2 separate regions of the Mus musculus genome follow, and region 2 is linked to region 1. A link is a contact called in public HiChIP or PLAC-seq data. All regions are on one chromosome and are shown on one strand. Each heading gives the region's core, a stretch centred on a gene start, on an enhancer-like site or on the middle of the called end of the contact. The rest is flanking DNA. Distances are from core to core; before and after follow the strand shown. Region 1 has its middle 57 kb from the start of Dleu7. Region 2 holds the start of Gucy1b2 (guanylate cyclase 1, soluble, beta 2).

Region 1 (3,583 bases), core at 809-3,308:
TTAGATAAGTTTTTCAACCCATGCCATCACTTCTTGGATAGACTTTGAAAACTTCCCAAACTCCAAGGTTCCTGATCTGGTTAGCTTTCACTGGAAACTTGATACAACCTAGAGTCACTTGTGAGGATAGTGTCACATGATGAATTATCTTCATTGGGCTGAACTGTTGGTATATCTATGAAGAATATATATGAAGGATATGGAGTGTCATGACTGTCTTAATTGATGGAGAGGACCTATCCCACTATGGGTGGCACCATTCCCTAGACAGATAATTCTGAGCTGTAGAAAAACAGTAGCTAAATACAAGCCTATGAGTGAGCCAACAAGCAACATTTTCTATGGTTTCTGCTTCAGGTTCCTATGCCAACTTCCATAATGATGGACAATGACTTGGAAGTTTAAACCAAAGAAAGGCTCTCCTCCCCTAAGTTGCTTTGGCCAGTGTTTTATCATAGCAACAGCAAGGAAAATAGAACAGTTTCTATACATTAATATTTTCCCAACCAATATGTGGGCTATACTAGTCATTTCTTTGACATAGGCCTTTGTCAATGGATAGGGGTGTTTGTTTGTTTATAGTTTTTCCTTTTAAGAAGAGTAAACTAGTTAATAGTCCTGAGTCTAAACATAGTTTTGAGTCTCTGTAGATTCAAGATTTTACTTTTATTTATGAATAGTTATTAAAACCTAAACTTTTCCATTTCCAAAATAGGAAAGGCCTTCCTCCACAAATGTCTGACAGTCATAGCACCAGCTTCCAGGCCACTATGCAGGACTTTATCTTGCTCCTCAGAGCGCTTAGCTCTACTTTTTAAAACTTCTTATTGGCATATCTTCTCTTTCTCTCTCTCTCTCTTTCTTTCTTTCTTTCTTTCTTTCTTTCTTTCTTCCTCCTCCTCCTCCTCCTCCTCCTCCTCCTCCTCCTCCTTCTTCTTCTTCTTCCTCTCTCTCTCTCTCTCTCTCTCTCCCAAATGTCCAGCATTGCATTGCTTCTTTAAGACAGCTTCGCTTCTTTAAGACAGCTTCAGTCAAACTTATAAACACACTAGGCAGCAAGAGGAAGAATGCCACTTTAAAAAGAAGATGTGGAAGAGGAAAAGTTCTTCTCTTAAAGAAGAACTGGTTTAGTTGACAGTTGAACATAAAAGTCTGACCAAATTCCCTTAGCCCACTGAAGGCAAACATTCACTCTTTCAGGAGCCAGCATGAGAAAGCAGAGCTGGGTGTCTGTAGGGTGCTGAAGTGGGCCTCCAGGAGCAGAATCTGATTCACAGAGGGAAGCCATCACTGCATTCCTGCAAATCATTGTCGCATGCTAATGCAAACCAGCATTGCTCAAGAGCCTCAATTCTGGAGAGAATAGAAACATAGATTTTTATGTGAAGTATACACATGAAGAACAAGATCTGGAAGCTAACAGTTTGTAGGCTCTATTGAAACACTCACTTGATCAGGCTCCTTACAAATCTTAGTAATAGGGGTCCTGTGTTTGTAAGATTGGGAGCTTTTTGTTTGCTTGTGTTTGAGAGAGAGAGAGAGAGAGAGAGAGAGAGAGATCGATCTACTCAAACTTCAGATTTCTGCAGACCTTCTTTTAGCCTTCGAATTTTCTTCTGTATATTAAAGCAAGATCTCACCAGATACCTACCTGGTGCTCATCCAACATCCCAGCACTTCAGAGGCAAGGTAGGAGGGTCCTAAGCTTGAGACTCATTCAAACCACATAGTGAGATCTTCCCTTAACAAACAAGACAACAAAAGTCAGACACACACACACATGCACATGCACACGCACACTCACACATACATGCACGCATATACACACTTGCATGCACACGCACCCATACACATATGCACACACTCAAACAAACACACTCTCACGCATACACACACACACACACACACACACACACATACACACACACACACACACACACGGCATTTGTTCTCCCTGGGAGCTGCAGGATTGAATGTGTGGGTGATACAGCGGGCAGCAGCAGACCTGTGTTCCATCTGCAGACCTGTCTTTTGCCAGCTCCATCTATCATTGCCCAGAAAGATCGCGGCTGCATCTTTCTCAGACTCCAGCTGTCATCCACTGCAGCTGCCACCCGAGGCATGTAGGAAGGAATGCAGTGGCTCTCTTCAGCTGCTCTGGTGAGCTTCTTTCAAGGCAACAATTGCAGTCTGACAATTTAAAAATGTAGGAAAAAGCTTTCCAAATCGCCCTGCTCATTGTGGAGAGTAACAGAACAAGACCAAGCGATGAGGGAAGTGCTCATTACTTCTGCCCATAGTCCCATCAAGTAGCTTTTAGGTTAAAAACCAAAAAGAAGAACAAAAAAAAAAAAAAAAACACACAAGCAAACAAAAAGCTCCCAATCTTACAAAATCTTGTGTGGGCAAAATAAAGCATGCCTGTAGGCCCAATTTAAGACACTAATTTAGAGTAAGGACTCTTAGATAAAGAGAAGAGCTGCTTTTGATTTATGTGTTTAATAAGTTAGATATATTAAATTCTGAACTGCAGCACTCAAGTTTACATCCCTTGCATTCCCTAATGATTTTCTGTGTAAGTCTCCAGCTCTTGTTAGTCCCAGTGGGCAATCAAACCATTTACTTGCTGTTATTTTCTCATGAAGCCCGAGCATGGTGTGAAATAAAGAACAGATGTTTATTCTAGCTAATGTTTTCATGGAGTCATAGATCTAGAAAATACCTCATGACCTTCTAATGCAGAGACGGTAAATGATATGCTACATGCCCAGCCAGTCTCTCACATCTAGCTGACAAATACTGCCGGCACAGTACCTAGAATTCTGATGCTCAGAGCCTGTATTTCATTGAATCAAGACTTGGAATCTTCCCAAACCTGGGTGTGTGTGTGTTGCATGTATATATGTCTATGTTTATGTGGGTAGGTATGAGTGGGTGAGGCCTGAAGCTAATCTCAGGTGTCTTCCTCAGTCATGCTTATCCTAGTTTTGAAACAGTGTCTCTTACTGAATTTGGAGCTCGTTGATCTGTCTTGATTGGCTGCCTGTCTCCGCTGTCCATATTTCCCAGGGCTGGTGGTGTAGACGAGAATGGCGTGGAAGTGCTGGGTATCCCCATGATTATACACCAAGCCCTTTAGCAACTGAGCTGTCTCCCAGCCCCCCAAGTTCTATTTTTAAAGAAAAGCGTTTCAATCTATAACCCATGTGTTTTATGGTTTGTCCCTAAGTATTAAATAACTCCCATGGCTGGATCAGTAGTCTTAGCTATGGTTTGGACTCCGTCTATGTACCTTAAATGGCAGGGAAATAACATAATAATAATAAGGAATAATAATAATATATTAATAATAATCATGGTAACCACTCCCTGGGAGGAACTGTGAAGTTAGGACCAACAATAGGCAGGTAAGCAGGAAACAATACCAGACCACACTGACACAGTGGCAGAAAAAGTGCCATTGCTACTGCCATCACATGTCCCTTAGACACTATCATGCATATGTGTAGACACAAATATTCCACCATAGTCACTCTAGAGAACACCTGTGGCACTGTGCTTATTAAGACACACACTTTTGACC
Region 2 (3,583 bases), core at 494-2,993, 220 kb after region 1:
TGAGTATCCCTCCGAGGCTGTTCCAGTGACCTGGCATCTGTGGTGCGAAGGCAAGATGACCAATAAATAAATGTCACAAACCAAAGGAAGAGGGTTCCCAGACCACACGAGGGCCACAGCACCCTAAAATCTGACTCACAGTTAAGACAGCATCTCCCAAACTTGACTACGCAGGAGGCTGAGATGGTTCACTGAAATCAGTGCCCAGACATACCTCTGAAGGTACCTGGCCACGTGTCTCAGGAGCTCCAGCCTCCTCTCAGCCCTCTCCCACCCAGCTGCAGCTCGCCTGAGAAAAGCTTTCCTGGCATCTCTGTCCTTGACTTTTTCCAGTGTGTTTGTTCCTGTCTTCACTGGCTGGCTCCAGCTATGCTCTGGAGAGGCCAGACCCTCAGAGACACCAGGACTGAGGGAAGCTGCCTCTTCACTCCAGAAGAGTGATTTTGTGTACTTGCAAAAGCTAGAAGACTCTGTGCTGATTCTCTGTGGAGAGGACGTGTGGTCCTGAGAAAATGTCTCCAAGATAGATGATTTCCATAATTATGCTTCCCAAACCTTCCCACCACATTCAGCTGACAGCTCTTTCGGCCCTGCCAAGTGTACTTGCTCTGATCCCCCCCTCTTACAGCCCTCAGCCCCCTCCCCGCTTTTACAAACACACACAAACACTCATGCTCACACTTCACAATAAGCAAATGGTTAAAAAAAAAACCAACTCCCTCTTTCTTTTTCATGAAGCAGATGGTAGGTCTCAGGAACTTGGTGGAAATTAGGCTTTCTGATTTTCTAATAAATTTTAGCATCTCACATAAGAAGCACGAGCTCATTTTCATTCTGATGTTAAGTACCATATGGCCCATCATCCAAGGAACGTGGCAGCTTCATACCCAGAGTGATGTGGAAGGGAGGAGCGTCCCTATGAGGCCAGTGTGTATAAACCAATCGGATTCCAGGGTGAATGCCTTTTGATAATAATATTGTATATGGCAGAGGACTAATTATCCCTCTTTTATGGTATGTGTTAATTTTCTCTGCCAGTTTCCCTAATTACAACTGCCACCCAAAGGACTACTCTTTGTAAATACTCTGTAAACATTTGAAAAGACACAGACAGCGTGTGCATGAGGAAGGCTGTCCCTGGCTTTCGAAGCTGTCTGCAAGATTAGCTGGCATCTCGTAGGTTTTTCAGATGCATTAGCAGCTGGGGAGGACTTGTTACTGTATGGGAAGACACCCCTCCGTTCCCATGACATCACGGGCTTCCCTGTATATTCTGGGATCATTGTTTTGAGAGACCAGTTTTTTGGCTTTTTGGGGGGTTGAGAGGGTTTTATTATTTTGTTTTGTTGTTTTGTTTGTTTGTGACTTCCTTTGTTGCTCTGAAGTGAATAGTCTCACAAATTACGGCAAACATATATGCTAGCATAACTCATACCCAGATATAAATGGAGTGTCTGCATTGTCCAGCAAGTTCCCTTGGTGCCCCTATTCAGCCACCCCCAACCTCTCCCACTGCGCTCCTCACTGTACCTGTAGATGGGTTCGCTTGCTCCTAAACTCCGCTCGCAGAGGCTCATACAGCACACCGTCTGCTGTGTCTGACATTTTAACTTTTAGCGTATACTCAGCACACAACACTTCAGACATCACCATCCTTTCAATTAGACAGGTGTTTGTAAATACAACCTCATCACACACACACACACTTCTGATTACATGTAAGCTGACCCAGCAAGACAGACTTAGCATCCTGTGCGATGAGAAACAAGCTTTCATTGTTTAGAGGATACCACATGCTTAAATAAGCTTTAGCTATTGGTTAAGGAAGCAATGCTGGACAAGGCATCTCGCAGGGGCAAGGATCTGCGCGGGCGGAGAAGTCCCACCCTTCTCTGGTTTGACTGACTGTTTTCCCTTTGCATCTGTGTAGCATTGTACGCTATCTGATTGACTCCCCTGGCGTGGCTAACATCTCACTGACAGGTGGCTAAGTGGGGATAAGTGGGCTAAAGGTAAGGCTGGGGTAAAAGCCAGGCTTTCCAGCCAGTCACCATGGGACTGGCTATTGGCCTTGCCATTTGGAACACTGGGGAGGGAAACTGTTCTCCATAGTAGACTGAGCAACAGGGCAAGACCCTGTCTTTAAAAACAAAACAAAATGAAACAAGAGTGTCGGGAGAGCAGCGTTGTGATTGGTGCTTGTAATCTCTAGGACAGCTGAGGCAGGGGAATGGGGAGCTCAAGGCAGTAAGACCCGTTCTCAGAAACAAACAATAATTATTAATAATGATGATAATGATAAATACAGTCTGAAACAAAGGCTCCACATTTCTTCCAGACCTATCTCAATAGTTATTAATTCAGCATGCAAAAGTCAGAGGAGCCAATCCCAGAAGACAGTCCATCCCCCTAAACAGCCACAGCGGACAGCCGTGCTTTAGACCCATCACAACAGCTACGGAAATCATTTGCTTTTAACCACACGCTGCGCAGTACTGGGTCCCGCACATTCCTCCTGGTTTAGGATAAATCACACAAAACTGCTGGGTTTTCACCAGTGGGTGTGAGCAATGTCATTAGATTCTACGTAATTTCCTTTCCTCCTTACTGTGACCCTGTAAAGTTGGTCCTCTTACCATTAACTCCCTCGAAAGACAAAACAGTGGTGCAGAGAAACCAGAGGTTTTCTTGTAGCTGCCACACTGCAGCAGCTTAGTGAATCAAGTGATATCCCTTTTCTAGGAAAGTCAATAATACTTGACTCTTTCAAAAATAAATGAGATGGATGGATGGATGGATAGATGGTAGATAGATAGATAGATAGATAGATAGATAGATAGATAGATAAAAGCTCTCTCAATCAGGTACACTGGAAGATGGAGTTTTGATTTGCATGTGGACCGGGACTTGGGCACTTACTCCTTTCATTTCGCATCAGCGCCTTCGCTTGGGATCCAGAAAGCCAGAAAAAACATAGGCTTTTTCCACAGTGAGGACGTTCACCCACGAGCCCAGCTCGCCTCCAGGCGGCGTGAACCTGCTCTACCTCATCCTCTCTTCAACTTGCTTTTTAAAATTTCAGTCGGTGGCCGACCAGGAATTGTTGGACGCGAAGCGCCATCGTGTGGCCAAAGTTATGTATACCTACAGATCCTAGTAAGGTAAGGGCGATTGATGTTCATAAATCTAAAAGCATTGTGATGTGCAGGGGCTCATTTGAGACCAAATTCAGTCTCTTTCGAGTTTAATTGAATCTGATTTACTTGATAAAGAAGAAATCAGGTGACCTGATTGCAAACAGGTCACACTGTACTTTGCAAACAACTGGTTGGCACTTGAATGCAGATGCTTTGAAAACCTGAAAAATGTTAGCTGCAATAGTGACCACGCCCACTGTGCCTCAGCTGCTGCTGTGAGGACTCCTGCTTCTGCTCAGACCTGATTCTACATCGGGAGCTAGATCCAGGAGCATCATCTACAGACAGGGAGGTGGCGGTCCGGGAGGGGACAGGCCTGTGACTTTGGGGGTGGGGTGGGGTATTTTCATCACAGTGTCTTCCTGAAAGTGATTTTCTTAAATCAT

Evidence for each region. HiChIP or PLAC-seq counts read pairs in DNA pulled down with a chosen protein or histone mark.
Region 2: a contact with region 1 is called in an H3K4me3 HiChIP or PLAC-seq map of embryonic basal ganglia, with 2.4 times the contacts expected there. The contact joins the promoter of Gucy1b2 here to the enhancer-like site in region 1. A contact is called at or near these places in 16 of 39 promoter capture datasets (the C10 cell line, HPC-7-derived erythroid cells, the SN4741 cell line and 10 more), 3 of 15 datasets of contacts at CTCF or cohesin (embryonic stem cells, large pre-B cells and pro-B cells), 25 of 484 Hi-C or Micro-C datasets (ECoMG-derived neutrophils, LSK cells, bone marrow-derived macrophages and 16 more), 7 of 115 datasets of contacts at active chromatin or transcription factors (bone marrow-derived dendritic cells, differentiating embryonic stem cells, embryonic basal ganglia and 4 more) and 5 of 9 other capture datasets (adipose tissue, embryonic stem cells, liver and 2 more).

What each region holds. Positions count from the first base shown.
Region 1 is chr14:62,234,118-62,237,700 of GRCm38.p6, forward strand. No RefSeq gene overlaps it. Among named protein-coding and RNA genes, the nearest start is that of Dleu7, 57 kb to the right of the region's middle. Within about 2 kb of position 2,059, at least 15 of the 459 cell types and tissues checked have an H3K27ac peak or open chromatin away from gene starts, as enhancers often do. A contact at or near this core is called in embryonic basal ganglia, muscle stem cells, myocytes and 1 more, where this site is marked.
Region 2 is chr14:62,454,546-62,458,128 of GRCm38.p6, forward strand. It overlaps Gucy1b2 (guanylate cyclase 1, soluble, beta 2), which reads right to left and starts at 1,744. Exons shown (of 17, transcript NM_172810.3): 1 at 1,531-1,744. The coding sequence starts at 1,653. It overlaps Gm41172 (a long non-coding RNA gene), which reads left to right and starts at 1,922. Exons shown (of 3, transcript XR_874685.1): 1 at 1,922-2,012; 2 at 3,083-3,161.